2 separate regions of the Mus musculus genome follow, and region 2 is linked to region 1. The links are chromatin contacts, called in public HiChIP or PLAC-seq maps. All regions are on one chromosome and are shown on one strand. The core of a region is the stretch at or near the end of the contact, and the rest is flanking DNA. Distances in the headings are between cores, read along the strand shown.

The links. HiChIP or PLAC-seq counts read pairs in DNA pulled down with a chosen protein or histone mark.
Region 2: a FOXA1 HiChIP or PLAC-seq map of pancreatic cancer cells shows a contact between it and region 1. The contact joins the enhancer-like site here to the promoter of Dis3l in region 1. A contact is called at or near these places in 4 of 39 promoter capture datasets (HPC-7-derived erythroid cells, cranial neural crest, embryonic stem cells and 1 more), 1 of 484 Hi-C or Micro-C datasets (cerebellar granule neurons), 7 of 115 datasets of contacts at active chromatin or transcription factors (T-cell acute lymphoblastic leukemia, effector CD8 T cells, embryonic basal ganglia and 2 more) and 2 of 9 other capture datasets (adipose tissue and embryonic stem cells).

Annotation. Positions count from the first base shown.
Region 1 is chr9:64,336,982-64,344,178 of GRCm38.p6, reverse strand. It overlaps Dis3l (DIS3 like exosome 3'-5' exoribonuclease), which reads left to right and starts at 2,922. Exons shown (of 17, transcript NM_001001295.2): 1 at 2,922-3,186; 2 at 4,547-4,700. The coding sequence starts at 3,048.
Region 2 is chr9:64,560,135-64,567,331 of GRCm38.p6, reverse strand. The region is part of intron 5 of Megf11 (multiple EGF-like-domains 11); the gene reads right to left. Among named protein-coding and RNA genes, the nearest start is that of Gm36311, 120 kb to the left of the region's middle. Within about 2 kb of position 2,756, at least 74 of the 459 cell types and tissues checked have an H3K27ac peak or open chromatin away from gene starts, as enhancers often do. A contact at or near this core is called in pancreatic cancer cells, where this site is marked.

The DNA of each region.
Region 1 (7,197 bases), core at 1,673-4,172:
TGGACATAAACTTGACAAAGAGAGTTCATCCATCCTATCTACCATAAGGGATCACATATGGAAGCAAGAGAAGTTAGGACTGCAGGTGTGTAGAGACTCAGGCTTGGCTTAGTAGCTTATGGAGGGACTTCTGCCAAAAGAGGTAGATAGTGAGCTGGGCTAAAGCTGTCCCAAATGATGAGGGTGAAGCTGGTGATGGAGTGGATTTAGGGCTGAGGGGGTGGCCAGAGCCTCCTGGTAAGTTGCTTATATATTCTAAAAGTTCTTGGTGTTTGCCTTCAGAGCTTGAAGAATAGCACACCTCCTCCGCTGGCTGTGTGGTCATGTGACTAGTTCTGGCCAATGGCAAGACCAACAGCATTTCTTCCAGGAAGAGTTATTTGTTGGTGTGAGGCTTTCTAGAGGACTCTCTCCCCTTTTTCCATTGAGCAACAATGTTCCAGAGAGATTCCCCACTCCACTAGCCTGGATCCTACAAAAATGACATTCGGTACCCATGCAGCACCTTGACCTAGACACTGAGAATTTTTTAAATTAATTTATTGATTTGGGGGGACTCAAATTTCAAGATAGGGTTTCTCCCTGTAGCTCTGGTTGTCCTGGAACTGGAACCCATTCTGTAGACCAGGCTGGCCTCAAACTCAAGAGATCCTCTTGCCTCTGCTTCCTGAATGCTGGGATTATAGGTGTGTGCCACCACTGCCCAGCTAATTAATGTATTACATTTTATGTAAAGTCAATCTGTGTTGTACAGCAGGTACCCTTATCTGCTGAGACATCTCACTAGTGAAGAAACTGATTTTTTTTTTCAAGACAGGGTTTCTCTGTGTAGCCCTGGCTGTCCTGGAACTCACTCTGTAGACCAGGCTGGCCTCGAATTCAGAAATCTGCCTGCCTCTGCCTCCCAAGTGCTAAGATCAAAGGTGTGAGCCACCACTGCCCAGCGAAAATTTTTTTAAGTTTTATATTTCTGTAACATAAATTAGTTTATTCTGCCTGATAGGCACTTTTTTGGTCCAGAGGTCTCAGATGGCAAACAAGACAAACCACCCACCCAACCAAGCAAAAGGGCCTGGCTTATTACAATAGGTCATCATCATTTCTAAGAACTAAGGAATCATGGTCCTCAACATAATGGATAAAGCCAGGCCTGGGTGCATGAGAATCCCAGCACTTGGGGGGGGGGGGGTAAGTAAGAGCTCATGGCTAGCTTCAGCTACATGTCCTGATCCTGTCTCAAAAAGGCAGAGAGAGAAAGGAGAGGGTGTGAGGGGAAGAGAGGCTAAGTACCAACTAAGCTACAGCCTTATTTTAAATACTGATAAAAATCAACTCTCAATAAAACTCTAGCTATGCTCTATTCCTTAAAGGGTGGTTCATTTGCAGACAATTTCTAGCTACAAAGTGCTGAGGAGAGATATTAAGGGCAGATTAGTACCTAATCAAAGTCGTTCTTCCAATCCATAGCATCAGTGGCTTAAAAAAGATAGGAAGGGAGCTGGGGAGGGATTGGTGGACAGTTATCTAAGGCATTTTTTATGTAGAGAACAATTTTGGCTACTCACTGTCCTCTGGTCTCTCTGGAACTGACTCCTGTATTAGACAGGGAGAGCCTCTTTCACTGTGGAGAGCTTTAGGGACTCTCCTTGCACTGTCTGGTGCCTGTTTGCCAGCTCTACATTATTTTCCTGTTTGTGCAAGTCTACCTTGAGTTTCACCAAGTGATTTGACACAGAGATATGAGGAGGAGGAGGAGACCATGACCCTTTAGCATTCCCTTAGGGTGAAATGAGAGACTGGTCCTGGTTTATTTCAGCTGCGTTGGAAGAACCAGGTGTTTCCAGCCAACTGGGCCAGCCACATTAACCAAAGGTTGCCAAGCAGTAAATTCCTTTGGTGCAGGCGCTCTCTCTTTTATTCACCAGTGACTAGATGATGCTTAACCTGCTTTGAAGTTGAGCAGTTTCTAGCTTCAAGATTGGTTCTGAAACATAATAACTAGGTATCCTTGGGCACTTAAGCTCCCTTAATGCAGCCTCACAGCCTATAAAATGATACAAATAAACACCCACTCCTTTGATTTAAGGAAGCTAAATGATACTCTTGCTCCAGTGGGCTCAGTGCTTGGAGAATCCAGGGTGTGTGGTCTCCCAAGATACCGTCCTTTTTGTCAAACACTACAAGCACAGTACTTAGAGATCATGTCAATAGCGGCTCTAAGAAGTCCTTTGCCCGAGGCTGCCAGCGCTATAAAAGTTGTAGAGTGTTTACCCCAGAAGGACTGGTTTTCATTTTATCTGTAGTGTTTGAATGTTTACGTGTATTAAAATTTAAAATAAGCATATTTTTGAAGAGGAAAACCGGTTTGGCCAGCAGGGTTACCAGCTTTTTTGCTGAGCTTTTCAATTCTTTCAGATACTGCAAAAACAAGGACGAGAAAACTCTACAGTTATTACCTCTGGTTTTTGTTTTGTTTTTTGTTTGTTTTTTGTTTTGGTTTTTCGAGACAGGGTTTCTCTGTGTAGCCCTGGCTGTCCTAGAACTCACTCTGTAGACCGGGCTGGCCTTGAACTCAGAAATCCACCTGCCTCTGCCTCCCAAGTGCTGGGATTAAAGGCATGAGCCATCACTGCCCGGCATTACCTCTGTTGCTATGGCAGCCCTTCGCACACGGGCCTGTGGGTAGAAACAAAGTAAAAAAAATAATAATAAAAATAAAAATAATAATCCTTTTACACTCGACTCTTAGACTACCTGCCACATCCTACCTTCACACCCGAGGATTCTTCGGGTGAAGTTTATCTACACTTTTCCCGCCCGGGGACAACTAAGGCACAGAGAGGAATAAAAGGCGCGAGTAGGACTGGGCCCGGAGGATTCTCAGCCCTGGCTAGGTCGCTCCCGGTAGCGGTAGCGGGAACGTGAACGCTGCTGCCTGCCCGACCAGGCCCGAGGGGCGGGCCTCAGGCCTCGGTCTCGCCTGAGCCTGCCGCCTGCCGCCCGCCGCCCGCCGCTTCCCGGCCACAGTGCCGGGCGACGCCGCCAGCATGCTGCAGAAGCGGGAGAAGGTGCTGCTGCTGAGGACCTTCCAGGGTCGGACGCTGCGGATCGTGCGTGAACACTACCTGCGGCCCAGCGTGCCTTGCAACAGCCCGCTGTGCCCGCAGCCTGCCGCCTGCCGCAACGGTCAGAGCCGGGGTGGACCGGGAAGGCCCGGGCGGGAAGAGCGAGGGAGGCCGGAGCCGGAGAGGGAAGCCGGGGCTCGGAGAGCGAGAGAAGCCGGGACTCGGAGAACGAGGGAAGCCAGGACCAAAGGAACGAGGGAGGCCGGGGCCTGACGTAGCGAAGGCTGCCGGGCGCGAGCGAAGGGACCTGAGGCCTGAGGAGCGAGGGTGGCAGAGGCCCAAAGAGCAAAGGGAATCCCGGCCTGGCGTCGCGATGGCGGCGGGGCCCTAGTGAAGGAAGCGGGACCCAAGGAGAGAGGAGAGCGGGAAGCTGAGCAGCGAGGGCGGCTTAGCGCTGGCATCAAGGGCGGAGCCAGACCCTCGCGGACTGTAGGCAGCCGGAGCGAGCATAACCGTCTGGGCTCGGCGGTACTGGGGCAGCCGGGAGCGGCCCTGGAGCGTCCCCGGTGCGTCCAGTCTTCCCTCCCAGTGGCCGGCACAGGCAGGACCGGCCTCTGCAGCCTCAGGGGCGCTCCTCTCCGGACCTGCCTGCTACAATAGCCGGGCTAAGTGGAAGAGCCTGCAGGCACCGGATGCTTCGGTTTTTCCAGGGGGACCTAAGGGCGTAGGCACCTCCTCCTTTCTGCCCGAAAATGCTATTGGCACCTTACTCCTGAGCGTATTACGCTGGCTGGACATTTGACATTGCCTGCTCTGCTCCTGCCAGTACGCAGACCCTCCAGCTGTTTGTTACCCCTAGTGGGAGATGAGCGTGAGGGGGTCTTTTCAGAATACATGATTGAGGTCACAGCTTGACCAAGGTGTCAGTTGAGTGGAAGCCCATTGATTGAACAGCGCATCCTTTTTAGGACGTTCTCCTCAACCCTAGAACCGTGTAGCCGTGTTAGGAAGCTTCAGACCGAATAGCCTTGGAATTGTTAGATGCTTACAAGGGGTCAACACACACACACATGTGCACTCTTGCCCTTACATATATATACACGTGTGTATATGTAGATAGAGATATAATGGATATGTAAGTAGCCAACGCAGTCAGTGCTCATGCATGTCTGTGATGGCTTAGTAGAAATTTAGTTTCTTCCAGGGACGTACTTGTTTTTAAAATATCATTCTTTCGAAGAAGTGCTGGCTACAACATAAACCATGTTGGGCTTGTATTTAATCACAGCTGAGGGGAGGGGGAGCAATGGAGCTGAACTTTGAGCCTCCACCAAAGTAGATTTGTCTTGTCTTTTAAAAACTTCAAGGTGAAATTAAGATGAGAAGTTATTTTGCACACCGGGAGCACTGTGACATTGAAATAGTCATAAACCAGGTTTGAAAATGTTACCTAATGGCTTCCACTCTGAATTATGTTTCAGATGGGAAGCTCCTGGCTGCCGAAGTCACTCATTACGTGATCCCAGACTGGAAAGTTGTCCAGGATTACCTCGAGGTTCTGGAGTTCCCGGAGTTGAAGGGAGTTATTTTCATGCAAACGGCCTGTCAAGCTGTGCAGCACCAGAGAGGCCGGAGGTATCTGTTTTGCATTATTTATTTATTTATTTATTTTCAGTACCGGTTCCCCTGCCCCCTTTAGAAAAGGTCCCTTGTTAGAGGGAAAGAGGAGGAATTCATTATTTTGTCAGAAAGGATTTTTGAAACTAATTTGGTATTCTCTTTGCTGGTGAGGAATGTAGTAACATTTTATATGTGTGCTTCAACACCTGGCCAAAAGATCTGACTGTAGATCAATAAACTGCTGGGTCCCCGGGATGTACATAGTTAAGATTCTATGGTGAACTGGCTTCTGGTTTACATTTTCATAGGTAGCACTATTATTTCTTCCTTTTATTTTTGCTAATAATATATAGTATTTAATCTTATTCATAGGTACATTGTTTCAGGAGCATTCCTTTCTTTGGAAAAGAATACTTTTAAATCTTATCTTCCTCTATTGTAGAAGCAAACTGTACTTACCGTGATTTATTCAACGAAATTAAAAATAGCTCTTTCTGATTTTTAGATTAGTCCTGTAACTATCAGCCATAGTAATTGTATTTGCTGAATAAAACATTTCTAATTGGACCAGTTTAAAATACTCACCTTGCACCTAAATGAAAGAATAATTGCCCCTTTCTGTGCAAATTTCTTAGAATACAGTTTTGCTTCATTTAATATTTGGAAACTTTTATGAGAATAGCATGTTAGAATTATATACCCAAACCCTCAACACCCCAAGGTATTTAACAAGCAGAAACTGGATTTATTCTGTTTTTAAGATGTTTTGGTTTCTTCAGCTTTTGGTAGTAAAAGGTAAAGTTTTCTTTATTTGTGTATGAAAATGATAAATTGTCCTGATGCTTAGTTCAGAGAAATATACATTAGCTAGAATGTACGTGGGTTTTTTTTTCAAATTGAATATTTTAAAATGAGCTTGAAGTTGATTTTATTCAGACACAGACATATAGATGTTTACACACAGCCAGGTTTAAACACTGCTGCAGGTGTCGTATTTCAATTTCTTTTACTAAAATCAATTTGTTGTTACCATTCAGCTCGCTCACACACAGCAAGCCTCTTCAACCTCTGTTTTCTAAAATGTTTTTAATATTAGGATTGTTTTGAAAACCAATTCCTGGGACAACCGAAAGCAAAGAGTTGGAATTTAAATGTCCTTTCTCCTGAAGGTTTCAGTAGTTAAGTTGATGAAGAGCTCCTGCTCTTGGGTTTCGCTGTGCTTTTCTGTGTCTACAGGGAAAGCAAAAGGTGAAGAATTGGCAAGTAGGCCCCACCTTTCTGATTTTTCATTAGAGGAGCACTTTGTCAGCTTGCACTGTACTGTTGGTGGCTTTAAGGTAAACCAAGTGCCAGGATACAGGCTTACTCAAATGCAACGATATCAGCCCTGTTTCTAGCAGAAAATGTTCTCCTGATACCCAGGAGCCAGGCCTGGTGGCAGGTACCTGTGATCCCAACAACTGTAAAGTAGAAGGTTCAGGAGTTCTATGTAAGTCTCAGCTATACAGAAAGCTTGAAGCCAGTACAGACTACATGAGACTCTGTCTTCACAAACAAACATGCATAATTGTATTGGTATTTAGCTATAAATCTATTTATACTCTTTATGTTTAAGTACTTAATAAGCTTTAAAACCAAATTAAACCCTTAAATTTAATGAACAACACAGTATTATAAAATCATAAATATATTACCTTAGTCCCTTGGTTTATAAAAGGAACTGCTTCTAGGATCCCAAGACTACCAAAATCTGCAGCTGTTCAGATTCCAGCTATAAAATGGCATTGGGAGAGCTGGAGAGCTGGCCCAGCGGTTAAGACCATTCGCCTTTAATCCCAGCACTCGGGAGGCAGAGGCAGGTGGATTTCTGAGTTCGAGGCCAACCTGGTCTACAAAGTGAGTTCCAGGACAATCAAGGCTACACAGAGAAACTCTGTCTCAAAAAAACCAAAAAAAAACCAAAAAAAAAAAAAAAAGACCATTTGTCGCTCGTGCAGAGGACCCCGGTCTGATCCCTCAACTACAGGGTGGCTCACAACCATCTAAAACTCCAGGATCCAATGCCCTCCCTCTTCTGATAGCTGTGAGCACCAAGCATTTTCATGCTCTCTATGTACACATTCAGGCAAAATAGTCACCTATAAAATAAGGCTAATTTAAACTTTTAAAAAACAAATCAATAAATAAAACTGTATTGGACTGACAGGGTGGCTCAGCATGTAAAGGGCTTCGCACCAAGCCTGAGGACCTAAGTTCAAGCCTCGCTCAGTATCCACACGGTAGAAGGAGAAAGCCAACTCCCTCAAATTGTCCTCTGACCTCCACCCGTAGGTGCCCTGTGCCATGCCCATCCTCCTCCAAGAAGATAAGTATAATAAAAATTGCTTTAAATAGCATGGTGCATGCAAATAATCTTTACTCGGCATCTTGTAGGCTCTAAACCATCTCTAGGTTACTCAAACACCTAGCCCAGCCCAAGTGCTCTGTAAGCTATTGTCATACTGCATTGTGT
Region 2 (7,197 bases), core at 1,507-4,006, 220 kb before region 1:
ACAGATGGTTGTGAGCTACCACGTGGTTGCTGGGAGTTGAACTCAGGATCTCTGGAAGAGCAGTCAGTGCTCTTAACCATGGAACCATCATCTCTTCAGTCCCAATATCAACTCTTTAACACTCTCATTATCTTTATAAGCCATGAACCTTGAGGGGGCAGGAACTCTGTCCTGCTTAGTGTCTCCACACAGTAGGCACCTGCCATATGTCCATGAATAAATGTGGTGCCCTCTGCAGTGGCCCTCTTGCCATTGGAGTAGGAAAACTCTGCTTTAAGCAGTGGCATTCCTGACTTCTGCTGTCTCCACAACTATGACATGACAACCAAAGATGTCCCTAGACTTTGTCAAATGATCCCTGGAAGCAGGAGTAGAGGGAGGGGGAACATCTCTTCCATAAAAATCTCCTGAAATCTGATGAACACTAATGTGCTCATTTGAAGCACAGAAAGGGAGTAGCTTGCCTGAAGTTGCACAGCAAGTTAGTGGCAGGAGTTGGGGTTCCTCACTACTGGCTAGCACTCCTTGCTCATCTGTCCTTGTGTTGGATGGCTCCTGCTCTCTCTCTCTCTCTCTCTCTCTCTCTCTCTCTCTCTCTCTCTCTCTCTCACACACACACACACACACACACTGAGCTGCAGCTGTGGCTCTCCACAAAGGAGGCCAGCGGCTGTTCTGCTGGACTTGGGACTCTAGGTAGCCAGTTGTGAAAGCCCCTACTCTGCTGACAATGAACATTCCCAACTACCTCTGCAGCCATCCCTTTGAGAGACCAGCTGGACCACTGATAAGGTTTGAGCTAATAAAGGGAGGGAGGAAGGGAGAGAGAGACACACAGACAGAGACAGCAGCTTCAGTCAGGCACTGGACAGAGCTGGGCCAAGGGCTCTGCCAGTGGGAGCAGAAAGTGAGTGTGTCTGGTGAGTGACTGCTAGAGTCAAGAGCTCCTCGAAACCTCAGCTCCCACCTTCTGTAATATAAAGGTTAATGGTAACGGCTTAGAGTGGTAATATGAGTGTCCCTTGCCACCACTGCTACAGCATCTGTTTGGTTCCCTGATTGGAAAGAAGCCAGCAAGGAAGGTATCACAGTGAGGACAGACCCCAAACTTTATAAATGACCTTTTCCAGGTTCTGAATTTGGATGGCAAGGGTCTGGACATAAGAGATAAAGGAGAAGTGGAGCTGGGGAGGTGGCTCAGCCTGTGGGAAAGAGGCAGGCAAAAGCTGCATGTGGGGTGTGGTACCCATAATCCCATGGGGGAAGAGAGAGAGGAGGGAGGGAGGGAGAGGCAGAAGAGGAAGGGAGAGAGGGAGGGAAAAGGGGAGGGAGAGAGAAAGGAGGGAGAGTGAGGGAGAGAGAAGGAAAAAGAGAGATGGAGAGAGAGGAGAGAGGGAGGGAGAGAGAGGGAGAGAGGGGAAAGAAGGGGAGAAAGTGAAGGAGAGAGAAAGGGAAAGAGAGAGGGGGAGAAAGAGGGAGGGAGAGAGATGGAGAGAGAGGGAGAGAGAGGGAGAGAGAGAGAGAGAGAGAGAGAGAGCATGCACACATGTCACAGTGTAAAACAGCCACTTTAAGATGGTAGCTCTGGAGGCATCTTTATATAATGTCATTTAATTTTTATTTGATTTTCTTTGTTGTTGTTTTGAAATGGGGGTCTCACTCAATATGTTGCACAGACTGTTCTCATACTCACACAATCCTCCTGCTTCAGTCTCCTCAGCGTCAGGCTCACAGGTGTACACCACCACAACCTAGCCAAGTCCAACCTTTCTCCAACGCTAAATACAAACACTTCTGGGTTAGGCAAATGCTCTTGCCAGCTAATCCCTGTTCCTGCTAGCAGCTGTGACATCCTGACAGCTTCACCTCTCTGTGCCCTCATCTGTTCAATGAGGGGGGTTTGCAAGGCTGTCAGGAGGATTAAGCAATATCAATGTGTGTGAGAGCCCAGCCCAGAACCTGCCACCGCATAAACGCTTAGTAACACCTACCCCCTTCCTTAGGTCAGGGTAGTCAAGGAAGATTTGAAAGCAAAAGTTATGGGATTGGGAACCAAAGTAGACTTGGGAGAAAGCAGTGCAGTGGCGTAATAACTCCTCCCTCCTCCCCTTCCTCCTCCCAGTCTTCCCCCTCCTCCTCTCACTCCTCTTACTCCTCCTCCCATTTCATCTGTAGCCTTGGTTGATAGAACTTAGTGACCATGTGGTCCCCATATATGTCATTTTACTTATAAAGCACTGTGCAAGTATAGGAAGAGATAGGAATTCCATCCTAGGGCCACCTTAGGGAATTGACCCTTCGCTCCCCTGCCACCCAGCTCTGCAGGTATCACCCAGCTCCTGGGCCATCTTTCAGGTCTTGCTTGACTGTTTCTTTCTATCTGGTTCTACGCTTCCTGAGGGCAGGAACTGTTACTCTCTTCCTCAGCAGTACACAGGGCTAGTCTGGGTAGACAGTAATCAGCTGTCCCCTGGTCCCCTTGACTGTGATGGATATCCAAAGAGGTTTAGAACTGAGCATAGACTCAGAGTGGTCTGCCCTGTTAGTTTTTCGTTGTTAATCAAATTGTATTGACTTGGGTATGGGTGTGGGTGTGGGTGTGGGTGGCTGCTCCTTTGTAGATCTGCCTGGGTGTGCCCTCCCCAAAGAGAAGTAAGTCACTTTAGGGAAACTGTCACTCCTCTGATGTGTGCCTTGCAAGGCTCTGTGACCCCAGAGCTGAAACACTCACAGTGTGGAAGAGAGGAGAAGCTGTGGTGATCTCCATGACAGCAGCGACAGCTTTGGGGAAGGAACCCATACCACATGGTCGGTAGTTGGTGCTTAGCAGAAAGCTGGTGCCACCACACTTGGTCGCTTGCTGATGAGCCACAGTGAGTCACGTATTCCAAGAAACACTGTGGTTTGTCTTGGTGATTAATACAACGCATGCTGCCACCCAGGACTGGCAGCTGCCAGAATAAATGAGCCCCATAGGGCCCAGGGCTGGTGCTGGTTACAGAGCACACAGCTGCCAGATGATGTCCTTTGGGGTGCTCTGTTCTTCTGAGCTCCTTGCCTGGCCAAGCTATGGATTGGGGGTGGGGAGTGGGACTGGGACTGGGAACTGTGTCTTCTCTGAACTTTCCTCAGGATGCCTCAGTCCCTAACACATGGGCATGATGACACCCACGGTGTCCTGAGTGAGTAGATCCTCACTCGTACATTCAGGAGTCCTCACAGAGCCTGGCTTAGCAACTGACCCACGTGTAAAATAAATTTTGTTCTGTTGAATCAAAAAGTGACCAAGAATTAAGGCTGGATCCAACACAGATACCCCAAGGATTTTGTATGGCTTGTTCCTTCTTGGCTTTCAAGTCTGCACTCAAGTGTCCCCTCCCCACGGTGACCCTTTACCTACTTCAGTCACTCTACCCTCTCCCCACCCTTTTAGTGCCTCCTCAACCCTCACAGTCTAAAGTTATCATATTTTGGGAAACAATCATGTGCACAGAAGTGTCAGTTCTCCTAGCTGAAAAGAACACACGAACACACATAGCCTCTGTCTGCTTACTGCTGTAACTGAGCACAGGCATGCAGAAGCTACAGGACACAGACACATAAACAAGGGCCAGGAGACTGGGTCAGTAAAATGCTCGACATGCACAAACGAGGGTCTGCATTCTCTCCCCATCATCCATGTGGAAAGCTGGATACAGTGACTCCTGATGTGATCCCAGTGCTGGGGAGACAGGGAGATCCCTGGCCAGTCAGCCTAGCCTTCTTGGTGAGCTTTAGGCCAATGAGAGATCCTATCTCAAAAAAAGAAGGTGGAGGGGTTGGACAGGTGGCTCCATGCTTAAGAGTATATGTTGCTCCTCCGTAGGACCCAGGTTCAGTTCCCAGCACTCGTGTCAAGTAGCTTACAACCGCCTGTAACTCCCGTTTCCCGTTTCCCAGTGATCTGCAGCCCTCTTTTGCCCTTGTGATTTGAATGAGAAAGTTTCCCATTGGCGCACATGTTTGAATGTTTGGTTCCCAGTTGGTGGAACTGTTTGGGAAGGATTAGGAGGTGTGTGTGGCCTTGCTGGAGTAGGTGTGTCACTTGGGGTGGGCTTTGAGGTTTCAAAAGCCCATGCCATTCCCTGCCCCCTACTTCCTCTCTCTGATTCATACTTGTAGATCACACAGATGCAAGCTCTCAGTTACTGTTGCAGCACCATTTCTGCCCGCCTACCGCTGCCACACTCCCTACCATAATGAGCATGATGGACTCTTCTACCCTCTGGAACCATGAGCCCTAAATTCAACGCTTTCTTTTATAAGTTCCCTGGTCATGGTATCTAATCATAGCAATAGGAAAGAATCTAAGACAGGCTTCCACAGGTACCTGCTCACACTGGGCATGTACTCACACAGGCACACACAGATGCACACACACGCACACACTTACTCACTCACTCACTCACTCACTCACTCACTCACTCACTCACATACATAGACACACATAGAACCTGAAAGATGACACCAAGGTGTCCTCTGGCCTCTGCATGTATGTGTGCATACATGCAAACTTATCTGTACTCACATAGGCACACGTAGACTAGAAAGGTGTGGGACATTAAGTGTGCCAATTAGCATCTGTGGTCCCAAGCAGTGAGTGATGAAGGAGGAGATGGTCCACTATGGCTCCAGCTTGCTCAGCCTTGGCCTCATCCCTCTCCCTGCAGCCATGTGAAGACCTCAGCGGGCAGCTCACTTCAGAGCATCAGCCTTCAGCCCGGAGAGGTTGCCTAGCTTACCTCTGCTGTGTACTTCCTGACTTTCTGTAGCCCCTGCTGTCTCAGGGTCCTGTGTCTCTCCCTTGCCCTATCGGCCCCTTGATTTAAGGTGGCGACTTTTCCGAAGGAACAGCAGAACCTTAATAAGAAACCGGCCAGGGCTGATGGATGGCAGAAAGTTGGCGCCAGCCTCAAGGTCGGAAGGAGTTATTTTAAACTATTCAGATTTACTAGGGGGGGAGCAAGTCACAGGAGGATTTAGGGGCTTGCCTCCTAGCAAGACATGTGGCCGTGTCCCCGAGCAATCTAAGACCGACGCTTCCTCTGCTATCCACCCCCACCGCTGTCTCTGCCCTGCCACCTGAGATGGATGGCCAGGCCTCTGGCATGAGGAATTTATTGGGAGCTGGTCAAATAAATTTGAAGTCTGGGATTTGAGCAGGCCTTTGCCGCGTGCGCCCCCCCCCCCCCCCCCGCCCGAGGATGGGCAATGGAATGGGCTGGCCCCAAGAGACTGTGCCTTTCCTGGGCAGGCAAGTTATCTCCAATTTCCCACATCCTGGAGGAGCCAGCTCTTCTTAGAGCCCGTGATTAATGAGACCCCCTCTTCACTCCATTATCTCACCCTGGGTGCTGCTGTTTGGGGAATTTTGAACTCTTCCAGCTGAAGCGTTCAGGTTAGAGAGGCAGGATGCCCACTTTGTTTTCTTCTACTCAGACCTGAGCTATCTGGAACTCTGACTTCATCTCCCTTCCAGAATCTTCAACAAAGCCTCTGTATCCATCCTTCAAGGCCCATCTCCATTCTCACCTCCTCCAGGAAGAGTTTTCCCTTATTTACCAGAATTTTGGGGTTTTGGGGGGCATGAATGTTGACCAGTGCATGTATGCTTATGTGTGTGCATGTGTGTGCGTGTGCATGCGTGTGTATGTGTTGTTTCTGTGTGAGGTGTATGTACACCTGTGCAGGTGTACATGTGGAGGTCAGAGATTAGCCTTAGGTGTCATCCTCAGAAGCTACCCACCTTGTTTCTTTAGATGGAGTCTCTCACTGGGATTCAGGGCTCCCCATTAGGCTAGGCTGGCTGGCCAGTGAGTTGCAGGGATCCCCCTGTCTCTAACCCACTAGGCCTGGGATCAGAACTGTGCACCACTGTGTCTAACCTTTCAGGCAGGCACTGGGAATCTGAACTCAACCCTCACGCTTGTGTGGCCAAGCACTTGACTCATAGAGCTGTCTCCCAGCCCTCCCGTCTGATTTCGATGGTACCGATGGGTGGGCAGCTATGCCTCCCGCTGAGTTCTACACTACCCCGTTCCTGCTGACACTGCCCCCACTTCACACCTGCTGTGGTCAACCCATAACAGGTGCTCAATAAACTCTTGCTGAACTAAACCAAATAAGCACCTGAGTTGAGCAAAAAATAACACTTTTCTCCCCAGCCTACTCCTCCATATGAGCTCGGGTGCCCCCAAGCGAGGTGACAATGACCTCCCTTTGAATAGAAATGTTTTGATGAAGTTTAGAGAAAATGGAAACACTATATACACCCAACAAATCCTAGCATTCTTCCTTTCTGCTGCTGCTGGTATTTCACATGTAGAACATCACTCAGTTGAATGTACTCCCTCGGGTCCCTCCCTATCCATCCGCTCCCTCCCCAGGGAGCCTGGCTTTATTCTTTGTTCTTTTCATGTTTGTTTTTACACACTTACTACATATGCATATGCCCATAAATAATACACTCATTACTTTGCATGCTTTTAAACTTGCATAAGTGATACTGTATGTTATGTATGTAAGCCTCTGCACCTTGCTTTTTCTCTAGCCACTGTGATATATTTCAGATTCATCCAGGCAGACAGTCAGAGCACAACTTCATTCATTTTAACGGCTGTGGAGACTCCTTTGTGGGAATATATTACAATTTATCCATTTCCCTCTTAAGGGGCCTCTATGTTGTGAGCGGCTTTTCTCCATTACCAATGATGATTCAGGGTTGTGCGTGCCAGAGATGGTCCCTGGAGCAAACTGTGGGTGGGAACCCAGAGGGAAGTCATGAAATCAATATAGTAGGTCAAAGCTATCACTTTAAAAAATTAATTAGAAGAGATTTAAAAATATCAGTGGGTGTATATGTGTGTGCTGGGACATGCTATGGAATTGTTTATTAATCTAGATGGTGGTAGGAACGGCTTTGCAAGTCCTGGTACTGTGAGGTTAGTATTATTGATATCTTTGCTTAAGACTACCAGTTGCTCCCTAAATTATATTAGCAGCTCACACCCTCACTACTTCATCCTTTCTAGAACTTCAATTTTTACCTATTTACTTACGTGTGTGCAAGACAGACAGACAGACAGACAGACAGACAGATTGAGAGAGAGAGAGAGAAAACATTCCACAGTGTGTATGTGAAGCTCAGAGGACAACTCT